Linked DNA regions of Zea mays: region 2 is linked to region 1. The links are chromatin contacts, called in public Hi-C maps. All regions are on one chromosome and are shown on one strand. Each heading gives the region's core, a stretch centred on a gene start, on an enhancer-like site or on the middle of the called end of the contact. The rest is flanking DNA. Distances are from core to core; before and after follow the strand shown.

What was found. Hi-C and Micro-C count contacts between places; a contact is called where the count stands out from the background.
Region 2: a Hi-C map of bundle sheath shows a contact between it and region 1, with 5 times the contacts expected there. The contact joins the promoter of LOC103649828 here to the promoter of LOC100191388 in region 1. A contact is called at or near these places in 6 of 25 Hi-C or Micro-C datasets (bundle sheath, ear, endosperm and 3 more).

Annotation. Positions count from the first base shown.
Region 1 is chr3:21,605,880-21,611,152 of Zm-B73-REFERENCE-NAM-5.0, reverse strand. It overlaps LOC100191388, which reads right to left and starts at 2,664. Exons shown (of 1, transcript NM_001136822.2): 1 at 1-2,664. The coding sequence starts at 2,584. The coding sequence ends at 239.
Region 2 is chr3:21,917,219-21,922,977 of Zm-B73-REFERENCE-NAM-5.0, reverse strand. It overlaps LOC103649828, which reads right to left and starts at 3,313. Exons shown (of 1, transcript NM_001364399.1): 1 at 2,164-3,313. The coding sequence starts at 3,131. The coding sequence ends at 2,490. It overlaps LOC103649829, which reads left to right. Exons shown (of 3, transcript XM_008675532.4): 2 at 27-153; 3 at 625-1,637. The coding sequence ends at 1,310.

The sequences.
Region 1 (5,273 bases), core at 1,415-3,914:
GGTAGAAGAATGATAACATATATTCAGAAATCTAAGACCTCTAGTAAATTATCAAGATTTCATGGAGCATGTCGACTCTGCACCAGTTGGCAATGGCAATCACAAAACTCAGTGTGCTTGAAGCTCTCGCCTAGATGTAATGACAAAGGACCATGATAATACCAAGAACAAATAAAGCCTATCAAGCAATTGATGAATATGATACACATTGATGTCATTCACCTTGAACCATGAAAACTTAGGTTTCAACCACACACTTATCCTCAACATTGTCATTTGTTTGGGAAATTTCTGTGCCTGAAGTCATGACTTTCTTCTCTTCACACTCAGAGGCTACATTAGAAAAGTGATTTTTCAACACTGTCAAAATATCTGATTCTGAAGCTCCAGCCAACTTAAACCTTTCAACAGATGCATCAAGATTTGTCTTCCAGTCACCAACACTGAGCTTAAACTCCACTTGGGAACGCTCGAAAAGCATATTACCCCAGAAGAGGTGAATCTGTTGCCTCATTACTGCTGCCTGCTCAGCTGCTTCTTCTGGTGTCAACTCCGGTTGACCACCTGCACCGTGCTGCCTTTTCCTCAGTACCCCATCCTTATCACATGCGCCTGGTTCTTTTAACTCTGCCATTCTCTGTTCTTCCACCTTCTCCCACATCTCTGTTGCAGCCCTCATGTTCTGCTCAGCGCTATCAAAAAGCTTGAATGTTTCCAAAGAATCCCAGGTAGATAGGTCAGCCTTATCTGCCAGTGCATATGACCAATGAAGCTTTGCAGTCTCGAAGTGTTGCTGGCCTAAAGCAAGAAGCCCTTCATAGAAGTCTGGCTTGATTTTAAGGGCCTCCTCATATTTGTGCCCTGCAAGAGCATACCTCTCCTTCACCCAATAATAAGCTGTGCGGAGCTGAGCAGCCATGACTTCCTTTGGAGCAGATTCATCGAGAGGGATGCGCTTCCTTGCTTCACACATGTGCACATTTCCCCAATTGAATAAGGCCAAAGCAGCAACCTCCTGAAATTTAGAAGCAGCCAACTCAAAAAGGACCTGAGCCTCCATGCTTGTCACAGTTTCCTCGAGAGCCTCGGAGCACAGCTCCATGCCCAACTCATGCAGGTCTAAATGTGCATCTGCATCAATCCCAACCTGGTTCCGGAACAAATCTGCAAACTGAAGCAACCAATCATCAATCTCAGCTTCCTTGCACTCGGCATGGCCACAATCATTCTTCCCTGTCTCCACACTTTGATCAGCAGATCTGTTCTCAACATCTTGCTTCACCACCTCTGCGTCGGTTACCACTGCTAAAGCATGTAAAGTGCTATCTTCACCATTGATCAACAATTCCTCATCCTCCTCCAACTTCTCTTCTTCCAATGGCAAAGTTGGTTCCTGTTCTGGGCTAACTTCAACAAGGTGCAGCCTCAACACCGGGAGCTTATTGTCATCCTCCCTCCCATTTTCTACAACCTCGTGGCCAACTTTATCAATGAATAATTCAGCTAACCGGAGCTCTTCTGTTGATGTGATGGTAACTAGATCACCATCAGCATCCTTATATTTAATCAACACTGCCTTGGATGATGGGAACCTCTTAGCTACAAACTCACGAAGTGTTCGGAAGCTGCATTTCTCTGGAACCTGCCCAAGCCTAATGTCGTGGTCATACACCAGCTTGAGAGGCCTCCATCTCGTCACAACCTTTTTATTTATAAGTGGTGCCGCTCTTTCCGGTAGCAAAGAGGCAACTGGAGGCGTCATGGCCTTCTCGGAGCTATCTGCAGCCAAAGGCTTGGTTGAAGATGGCGGAGAATTGGAGAAAGGCACCAGCTTGGGCAACGGTGGCGGGTTAGATTTTGGAATCACTGCGAGATTTGGCTGCAAGTTAGCAGGAGAGGCTGGTGGTGGTTGTTTCTTAGGGAATGAGCGAGCGGGGAGGGAATGGCCAAGTCCGGCGACAACGGCGGAGGCACCAAGGGCAGCGGGGGAGGGCCGGCTGGTGGGCTCGGGTGCCGAGGAAGCGGAGGCAGCAGAGGATGCGTTGACACGGGAGCGTAGTCGGTAGGAGAGGTCGATGGCTTCGCGGTGGTCAGGGTCGAGCGCAAGGAGCGCCAGCGCGTCGGCGAGGGCGAGCTCGTGGCGGCCGAGCGCCTCGAGCGCGCGGGCGCGGCGGAGGAGAGCGCGCGGAAAGCGTGGCTCGGCCTGGAGCGCGAGGGAGCACTCCTGCGCGACGGCCTCGTGGTCTACGGGGCGGAGCTGGAGGAGGCATGCCGCGCGATTGCTGTGGAAGACGGCGCGGTCGGGATGGCCGCGCGGGGCGAGGCGGAGCGCCAGCTCGTATTGGCGCAGCGCCCCGGCGTAGTCGCGCGACTGAAACAGGCGGTTGCCCTCCTCCTTGAGCTCGTGTGCGCGGCGCAAGAGGACGCCCGCGTCCACCACCTGGTGGGGCGCCGCACCGTTCGCCGCGGGTAAAGAAGACGAGGACGGCGTTGCCTTCAGCTCAACCGAGGCGGGCGGCGGCTTTGCGGCGGCGGCGGCGGCGGCGGTGGCCGGCTTCTTCTTTTTTGCGCCGGACTTGCCCATGGGGATAAGTCGAGGAGGAAGGTTCGGGAAACGAGCCGAGTGATGACTTGCACTGCAGTCTGGGCGTCTGGCTTCCCCGTAGTGGTAAGAGCAAACCCTAAGGTAATAAAAGGCCGGCCTGTTTAAATCCTTAAATTGGACCGAATTTGATGGGCCTTTTCGCTTTAGCTTTACCTACTGAGATGGTTTGCTGGTTGCTGCACTAGCGGCCGCAGCTCTGCTGCAAATCTGCAGCAAGCTCAACAGAACAAGCTCGATACGGACACGATTTGTTTCAGCATAAGGGCACGTTCATTTATCCGGGATTGAACCAGGATTCATTCCAATTTATTAAAACTTATTATATAAATTAAAAAAACAATTCGGCTAAAAATTATTTCGGGCCTCCAATCCGTGAAAACGAATAGGGTCTAAAATCCAGATTCTGTTATCAAAAGTTATTATAGACCGTTAAATGTCTAGTTTTTCAGTCCATTTTTATAACAATTACTTTGGTGAAAATAATCCAAATCAATGTGAACGCATAATCGACCGAGCTAACATGATAGAAGGATTTTTTGTTACTTCATATATCCTAAACCCTATAAACATCATCATCTTTTCCCCGCACGTAAATTCTATGATACCTAGATTTTTCTCACGAGTAAATTCTTAAATAAGCTCATCAGAAAAAAGTTAAACCAAACAATGAGTATTCCATGATCAGATTTTCTTGGGACAGTGTCCGTCGTCAGATATATTTTTGCTATGAGGAATGAAAAGCTTAGAGGATGTTTGATTCCACCAAACAAAAGTTTAGTTCATATTACATTGAATGTTTTAATGATAATTACGAGAATTAAATATAGTTTAATTATAAAGATAGTTACACAGATGAAGATAAAGACTAAAAGACGAGATGAACTTATTAAACCTAACTAAGTCTATATTTATGGTCTGTTTGGGAGGGCTTCACTTTAAGAATTTTAGCTTCGATTTTCTAGCTTCATCATAAAACAATTTCAACAAAATGTTGAGCTAGATTCGAGGAGTTTCTGGCTTGCACATAAACTCCAACTTATGTAATTGTCGGGGACCATAATTAGGGGTACCCTCAAGGCTCCTAATTCTCAGCTAAGAACCCCATCAGCATAAAGCTGCAAAGGCCTGATAGGTGCGATTAAGTCAGGGATCAGTCCATTCGAGGGACTCGATCACGCCTCGCCCGAGCCTAGCCTCGGAAAAGGGCAGCCGACCCCGGAGGATCTCCGTCTCGCCCGAGGCCCCCCTCCAGCGGCGAACATATTTCCGGCTCGCCCGAGGCCCTGCCTTCGCCAAGAACCAACCCTGGCCAAATCGCCGCACTGACCGACCAAATCGCAGGAGCATTTAATGCAAAGGCAGCCTGACGCCTTTATCCTGACACGCGCCCCCCAGCCGATAGAGCCGAAGTGACCGCCGTCACTTCGCCGCTCCACTGACCGGCCTGACAGAAAGACAGCGCCGCCTGCGCCGCTCCGACTGCGGTGCCACTTGACAGAGTGAGGCTGACAGGCAGTCAGGCACGGCCGGAGGCACCATAGGAAGCTCCGCTTCGCCCGACCCAGGGCTCGGACTTGGGCTCAGCCCCAGAAGACGACGAACTCTGCTCCGCCCGACCCAGGGCTCGGACTCGGGCTAAGCCCCAGAAGACGACGAACTCCGCTCCGCCCGACCCAGGGCTCGGACTCGGGCTAAGCCCCGGAAGACGGCGAACTCCGCTCCGCCCGACCCAGGGCTCGGACTCGGGCTAAACCCCGGAAGACGGCGAACTCCACTCCGCCCGACCCAGGGCTCGGACTTGGGCTCAGCCCCAGAAGACGACGAACTCCGCTCCGCCCGACCCCAGGGCTCGGACTCCGCCCTAGCCTCAGCCGACGGTCTCCGCCTCGCCCGAACCAGGGGCTCGGACTCGACCTCGGCCATGGAAGACAGACTCAACCTCGGCTTCGGAGGAGCTTCCACATCGCCCAACCTAGGGCGTAGACCAGCCACGTCAACAGGAGGCGCCATCATCACCCTACCCCGAGCCGACTCGGGCCACGGGGAACAAGACCGGCGTCCCATCTGGCTTGCTCCGCGAGATAGGCAATGATGGCACCCCGCATACTCTGTGACGACGGCGGCTCTCAGCCCCCTTACGAAAGCGGGAGGATGTCAGCAAGGACTCAATAGCTCCAACAGCTGTCCCTCCGACAGGCTCCATCGCTCCTCCGACGGCCACGACATCACACCAGCTGGGTGCCAAAATCTCTCCGGCTGCCACAACGGCATGTACTTAGGGCGCTAGCTCTCCTCCGCTAGACACGTAGCACTCTGCTACACCCCCCATTGTACACCTGGATCCTCTCCTTACGCCTATAAAAGGAAGGACCAGGGCCCTCTTAGGGAGGGTTGGCCGCGCGGGGACGAGGACGAGACAGGCACTCGCGTGAGGCCGCTCGCTCCCTCTCCCGCGTGGACGCTTGTAACCCCCCTACTGCAAGCGCACCCGACCTGGGCGCGGGACGAACACGAAGGCCGCGGGATTTCCACCTCTCTCACGCCCATCTCCGGCCACCTCGCTTCCCCCCTTCGCGCTCGGCCTCGCGCTGACCCATCTGGGTTGGGGCACGCGGCGACATTTCACTCGTCGGCTTAGGGACCCCCCGGTCTCGAAACGCCGACAGTT
Region 2 (5,759 bases), core at 2,064-4,563, 310 kb before region 1:
GACATCCTCTTTCATTCTATGTACAGGGTGAACAAGATGTTGATTCTTCTGCCGCATCATTAAACAATGAGCCCAATCAGCCAAGTCCAACGTCAGTCCTTGAAGCATCCTTCTCAAATGATACTTCTTTAGGAAGTCCAGTTGAAAAAAATGGTAAATATTTCTATTACCTTGGCCTTTTCTATACTAGATACTTGTATTGTTTGTTTGTTCAGTGCTTCGAGTTATCAAACGTATTAGTGAAATGTCAAACGAGAAACCAAGTTCTGCCTACCAAAAAACTGAGAGGTGTAGCATGTTTTAGATACTGTAGTGCCAAATTCAGTGGCATGTTTGTCAGAGACCAACCATTTAGGAAATTAACATTGAACTGTACCAGGGCGAGATGCTTACTTATTGTCAGCCAGATTGTCAATTGGCCTACAATTCGGCATTTCTTGCAAAAAAAAGGTGCTTGTAAGTGGCTGCTCTGATTAGAGTTTATAGCGCTTAGTTCAGAATTATCATGAGTGGTAGAATGGAATGAGCCTGTAAATTTTGGGCATGCACTATATAAGTTTTGGTCATGCTATTTTGGCAGCAGTAGCACTTGTGTGTTAATGAACTCTATATTCTTGCTTTCAGAAGGAAAAGACTTAATCATGTCAATTGAGAACAAAATGGAAGATCTCTTTAATTTGGAGTCTGACATTGTCGATTTAGCAATGTCAATTGACACGAGGAAAACTGATGCTGAAGAAACACACCGTGACAATGACAAGTTATCATGTTTACAGAATTTTCTTGCACATGATTTCAACATCTTAGAATCCAGGCTCTGCAGCATTAGAGAAGCTATTTCAAATGCTGAACTGCTTGTGGGCAGTAGCCTCTCGCGTAGCACAGCATCAGGTCTCCCACTCCACCCTTTCATTGTCGAAATGCTGGAAAACACCATGGATATGTTTAGTGGAGGAGAGTATTCAGGTTTCACTGAAGATAAGAAGTATCAACGTACCAACTTCCTGTTTGACTGCATCATAGAGTCACTGGATTCAAAATTCTGCAATTTCGGCAAATGTGGATACAAGGCCTGGCTGAGCCTGCCTCTCAGTTTGAGCGAGGACCTGCTGAAGCGCCAGGTATTGGAAGACATCGGCAACTGGAGGGAGTCGAGTGGGACTGCTCTTAGACAAGTCTCTGACAAAGAAGTGGACCAAGTGACTGACAGGTGGGATGCAAGCCAGGTTGAAGCATTTGACATAAGCATTGCAATCGAGAACGACATTCTTGAGGCGCTTGCCGGTGAGTTCGCACTCGACCTGTGGTGAAACACGGCGTATTGGCTGCTGTATGTGAGATATTGACATGTTTGGACTTTCTGCTCGCATGATCAATTACGTATAAATAAGAGATACTGCGGATATCTTTGTTTTTTTTTCCCTGCAGCAAATTTTGTACAGAGCCATGTAAGGTTGAAGGACCTCCCGGTTGTTTTGCCCTTTGTATGCTGTAACCGAAACGTGCTAAAGCCTAAAAGTGTCTCCTACTTTTGGCGCTTTTTTTTTCTTTTCGTCGCTCCTCTTTTTACCCAGCTGATAACAACATTGTACGCCAGGGTACGTTTTGTTGTGTGTGATGAAAAAGGCACTTTTTTTGCTGGATCTAGTGCTAAGCACGAATTAGAAGACCGTTAGTTTGCCCATGTTAGCACATGTTCTGCTCTAAGATCACACTCTGAATCCCGAGTTCACGATGCAATCGAGAGAATTCAAAAGCAACATGTTCGACCTTTTTGGCATGATGAGTTTACCAATAATTGAATCGGAAATGTTAAATATAATATAATATTTATTTATTTATTTATTTATTTATTTCTGGACTTGTGCAGCTTGTCAGCTTGTGGACTGTCCGGTCAAGTGGAGGATACTCGGCAGGAAACAAGCAGGAATTAGAGAACAAATCAGAGCCAGTTCTCGAAGCAGTACTCTGTCGAAAAGGCACTCCTCGATTCGCTTAATCTATCCAGGATACGAGACAGCTGACCGTCAGCTGCTCTTCGACTTGTCATCCCCACATTATATATCCTGATCGTTTTCCATGATTTGCTCTGGTAGCCGCTCCTTTCCAGTTCCGAATTAAAGAATCCACGATGTCGATTTTGAAATCAGAAGTTGGCATTTTGTGCTAATAGAAACAGGTGTGTAGCACGCATGCTTTGTAATAATTGTACAAACTCAAAACACTACCCCCCAAAAAAAAATGAACATTGCAACACAAGGATGGATTATATAGGTAAGGACTAGAAGTAACAGTACAACAGCAGGGGAGACGAATGTCTCCTTCCACAGACAAGAGAATTGCCACATGAGAAGCAAAAAAACATGGAACGACGCAAATGCAAGATACGGAGAGATTTAACCGAAGTGCAGCTAAGATAGCAGCGACAACCACGACTGGTTCTGCCCGATCGACCAAGGAATTGAAGCAGCAGCAACGGACGAATGTCTCTAGAGCAGGCGCTGGACCAGAGAGCGCTGCCTCTGCAGCCTCATCTCCTGGTAGAACCGCTCGATGAAGCGCTCGGCGCGGTCGTCCACTTCCACGTCGCCTTCCTCCCCGTAGTCCACAACCGCCACCTCCTCATCCTCGTCGTTGCTGCTGCAGGCGTAGGCTGCACCGTCGTCGCGGCCGCGCGCCCACTCGAGAGCCGGGGCGAGCACCACCAGCTGGTCCCTCTCCGCGCGCCCGTCGGTGCGACGCGCGAGGCCGTCCAGCACGGCGACGTCGAGCTCGTCGGCGCCGCCGCCGCCACAGAAGAGGGAGGCGAGGACCATCCTGGCCCTGCCCCGGCGCCTCCTGGCGGCGGCGGCGGCGGCCCTCCGCCAGGTGGTGACGCCGGGGGGCGGGGCCGGGAGCAGCGGGGAGCGGGAGGGCGAGAACTGGTACTCGCCCACGTAGGCGTAGTTGTAGTGGCGGAACGGCTTGTAGCAGCGGCGCCTGCCCGCGGCGGCGGAGGCGCGCTTCTTGAAGAGCAGCAGGCCGAGCTTGGCCTTGGTGATCGGGGTCAGCGGCAGCGCCAGGATCGCGGCCATCGCCCTCCCCAGGATGCGCTTGGAGCCGGAGCCGGGGCTGGAGGAGGATCTCGGCATGGCCGGCGACCGACGACGGATCACTGGTCCCTCTCTTTCTCACATTCAAATGGCCAACGGAGGCGGGCGGGCGGGCGGGCGCGGACCGACCGAGTTGGTTGCTGCGACTGCGAGAGTGAGAGTGGTGGTGTGCGGGTGTTTTATGGTGGTGGACGGTGGTGGGGCTTGGGGTGCAGCGGCACGGCACGGCACGGCACGGCTCCTGTGCAGCCGCTGCCCTGCCCTGCCGCTGGATGGATGGATCGTGCCGTGCGTACAGAGGAAAGTTAAGTAGTCGGCAGAGTAATCGTGGTGTGCAGCCTTTTCGATAATGTCTACCAGGATCGGGATTAACTCGCATTGAAATGATGTTTTTCTTTCCTGGATCCGGATTTCGCTGGCCATCACCATTATTACATCATTTCGGGTGCATCTGATCGCGATCTCGTAGCCTCGCCGGTCGCCGCATTCATTCAAGTTTTTAGCAAAGCACAGATGGTATTTACTATCGCCACGGCGTACGCGTTCGCAGAATCCTAGTAGCTAATATCCTGCCTCGTCAATCGGTTTTCAACACTCTGCTCGTATACCGCGTAGGGGCCACTGGTCCGTGATTAGCACACGGCGAAAACCGTTGATCCACATGATTACCATTACACGGTGTACGTACGTAGCCGGAGCAAGTGCTGCGGCTGGCAGCAGTGGTAGGAACCAACAGACGGATCGCCGTGCAAACCACACCGACCGATGGCGACCGACTGGAGCAGCCAGGGCAGGGGCGCGCCGTGCGCGCGCTCCTTGCCGTGGTCGATTGAGTGGCGGACTGGTGGGTGGGGTTCGCAGCTGGAAAGCGCTGGCCGTGGGCGGTGGTTTTTTTTGTCGGATCAGTGGCGAGCGGCGAGCCCGAGCCGTGCTCTGAGCTGGCGGCCGGTCTCTTTTCGCGCTTCGAACCGAGGCTAGCCGTTGCCTCAAGTCAGTCTCCCTCCCCCTTTCCTTTTTCGACCCTAAAAACCCTAAAACCAGCCGCTCCCCGACCTCCGTTCCACCCACGTTTGGCGTCAGGTTGTCACGTCATCTCCAGTCTCCATGCCTGCAAGCGACTGTAGGATCCACGCCTGCAAAAGTCCGCGACACTCGCGCTGCCTACTTGACTGCTGCTAGGGATGAAAACGGTTTCAAATTTTTTCAGTATTCCGGAAATTGATTTCGAAATTTTTCGATCGGATTCACCGGTAACGGTATTTTTCAAAAACGGAATCGGTTTTCGGAATTTTCTATCGAAATCGGCGTGGTGTTTTACCGACCGTTTCCTTCGGTTACCGGTTTTTGTCGGAAATTACCGGATTTGTGTCTCGGAATTTTCTGGAATTGTGTCTCGGAATTTTCCGGAATTGTGTCAACGGCTATAGAGCATTTAATGCATCGTCAGATGTCAGATACAGCACTCGCGGACGGTCCGGTCGTGCACCCCGGACGGTCCGCGAGGACGCTAAAATGAATTATACCGAACACGTCACCTTCGAGTTTTTTCTGGTTTTACAACGATCGGACGGTCCGCGCCTGAGGCCGAACGGTCCGTGCTTGGTCTCAGACGGTGCTCGCTTCTCCATCGGACAGTCGGTAGTGTTAACTTGTGTTTTTTCAGTGTTTCTGTCCGAGGCACACTCTGGTGTCGCGGACGGTCCGCGCATAGGTGTTTTTCCAAAAAATCTTCTCCTGTCCGGAATATTACGGACAGTCGACTTAGAATAGTTGTAGATAAACTTATCCACCTGACAAATGATTAACTGGACAAACTAGTTAGTCCATAAGGTTTGTGATGGTCGTCAAACACCAAAATCGATTATAGAAAATGTTGAGGCAATTTCCCTTTCAGTGCCCAAAAGAATTTGTCTCTCGATTGTCCTAAAGTAACAAATGCCATTAAATTTGATAAATACTGCCACCCAACCAATTTTACCCCAACAATAGCTTTATGAAAGATAGGTTGGATATATTTCCATTCATAACATCCTTGACTAAAGCGTTCCTTTTAAGCACAATATTAAAAAGATTAGGAAAATGGTATCCATCGGTCAATCCAAAACCTGGTCGCATGACTATCGCCTCCTCTAAACCTGCCCCATCTCAAGAATTCTGCTTTAATATTCATGAACCCATACAAAAAATATGAGTCACTTGGTCTTCCCACGACTTGCGTAAGCGATTTGGATCCTAAATATTTATTTTGAACAATTTTCCGCCATGTACCAATGTACCATCTTCATTGAATAATCTAAAAAGCAATTTGCTAAGTAAATGTTCTTAATGGCTAGATTGGCTACCCCCAATCCGCTATATTCTTTATGTTGACAAATAATCTTCCATTTGATCAGTCTCTATTTATTTTCGAAATGACCATCTTGCCTGTAGAATCGAGAACATATGTCATCTAGTTTTTTCAAGACCCCCACAAGCACCTAAAAAGGACATCATGAAAATGGAAAAGTGGTTTAATACAAAATTAATGAGCACTAACCGTCCACATGATTATTTCAAAACCATGGATTATGGTTAGATATACCTGGATAGATAGTACATGGCACATGGTCTGATGTAGTATATATGAAGACAAATGAGGTGACCGTCAATGATGTTCATGTATGTCTT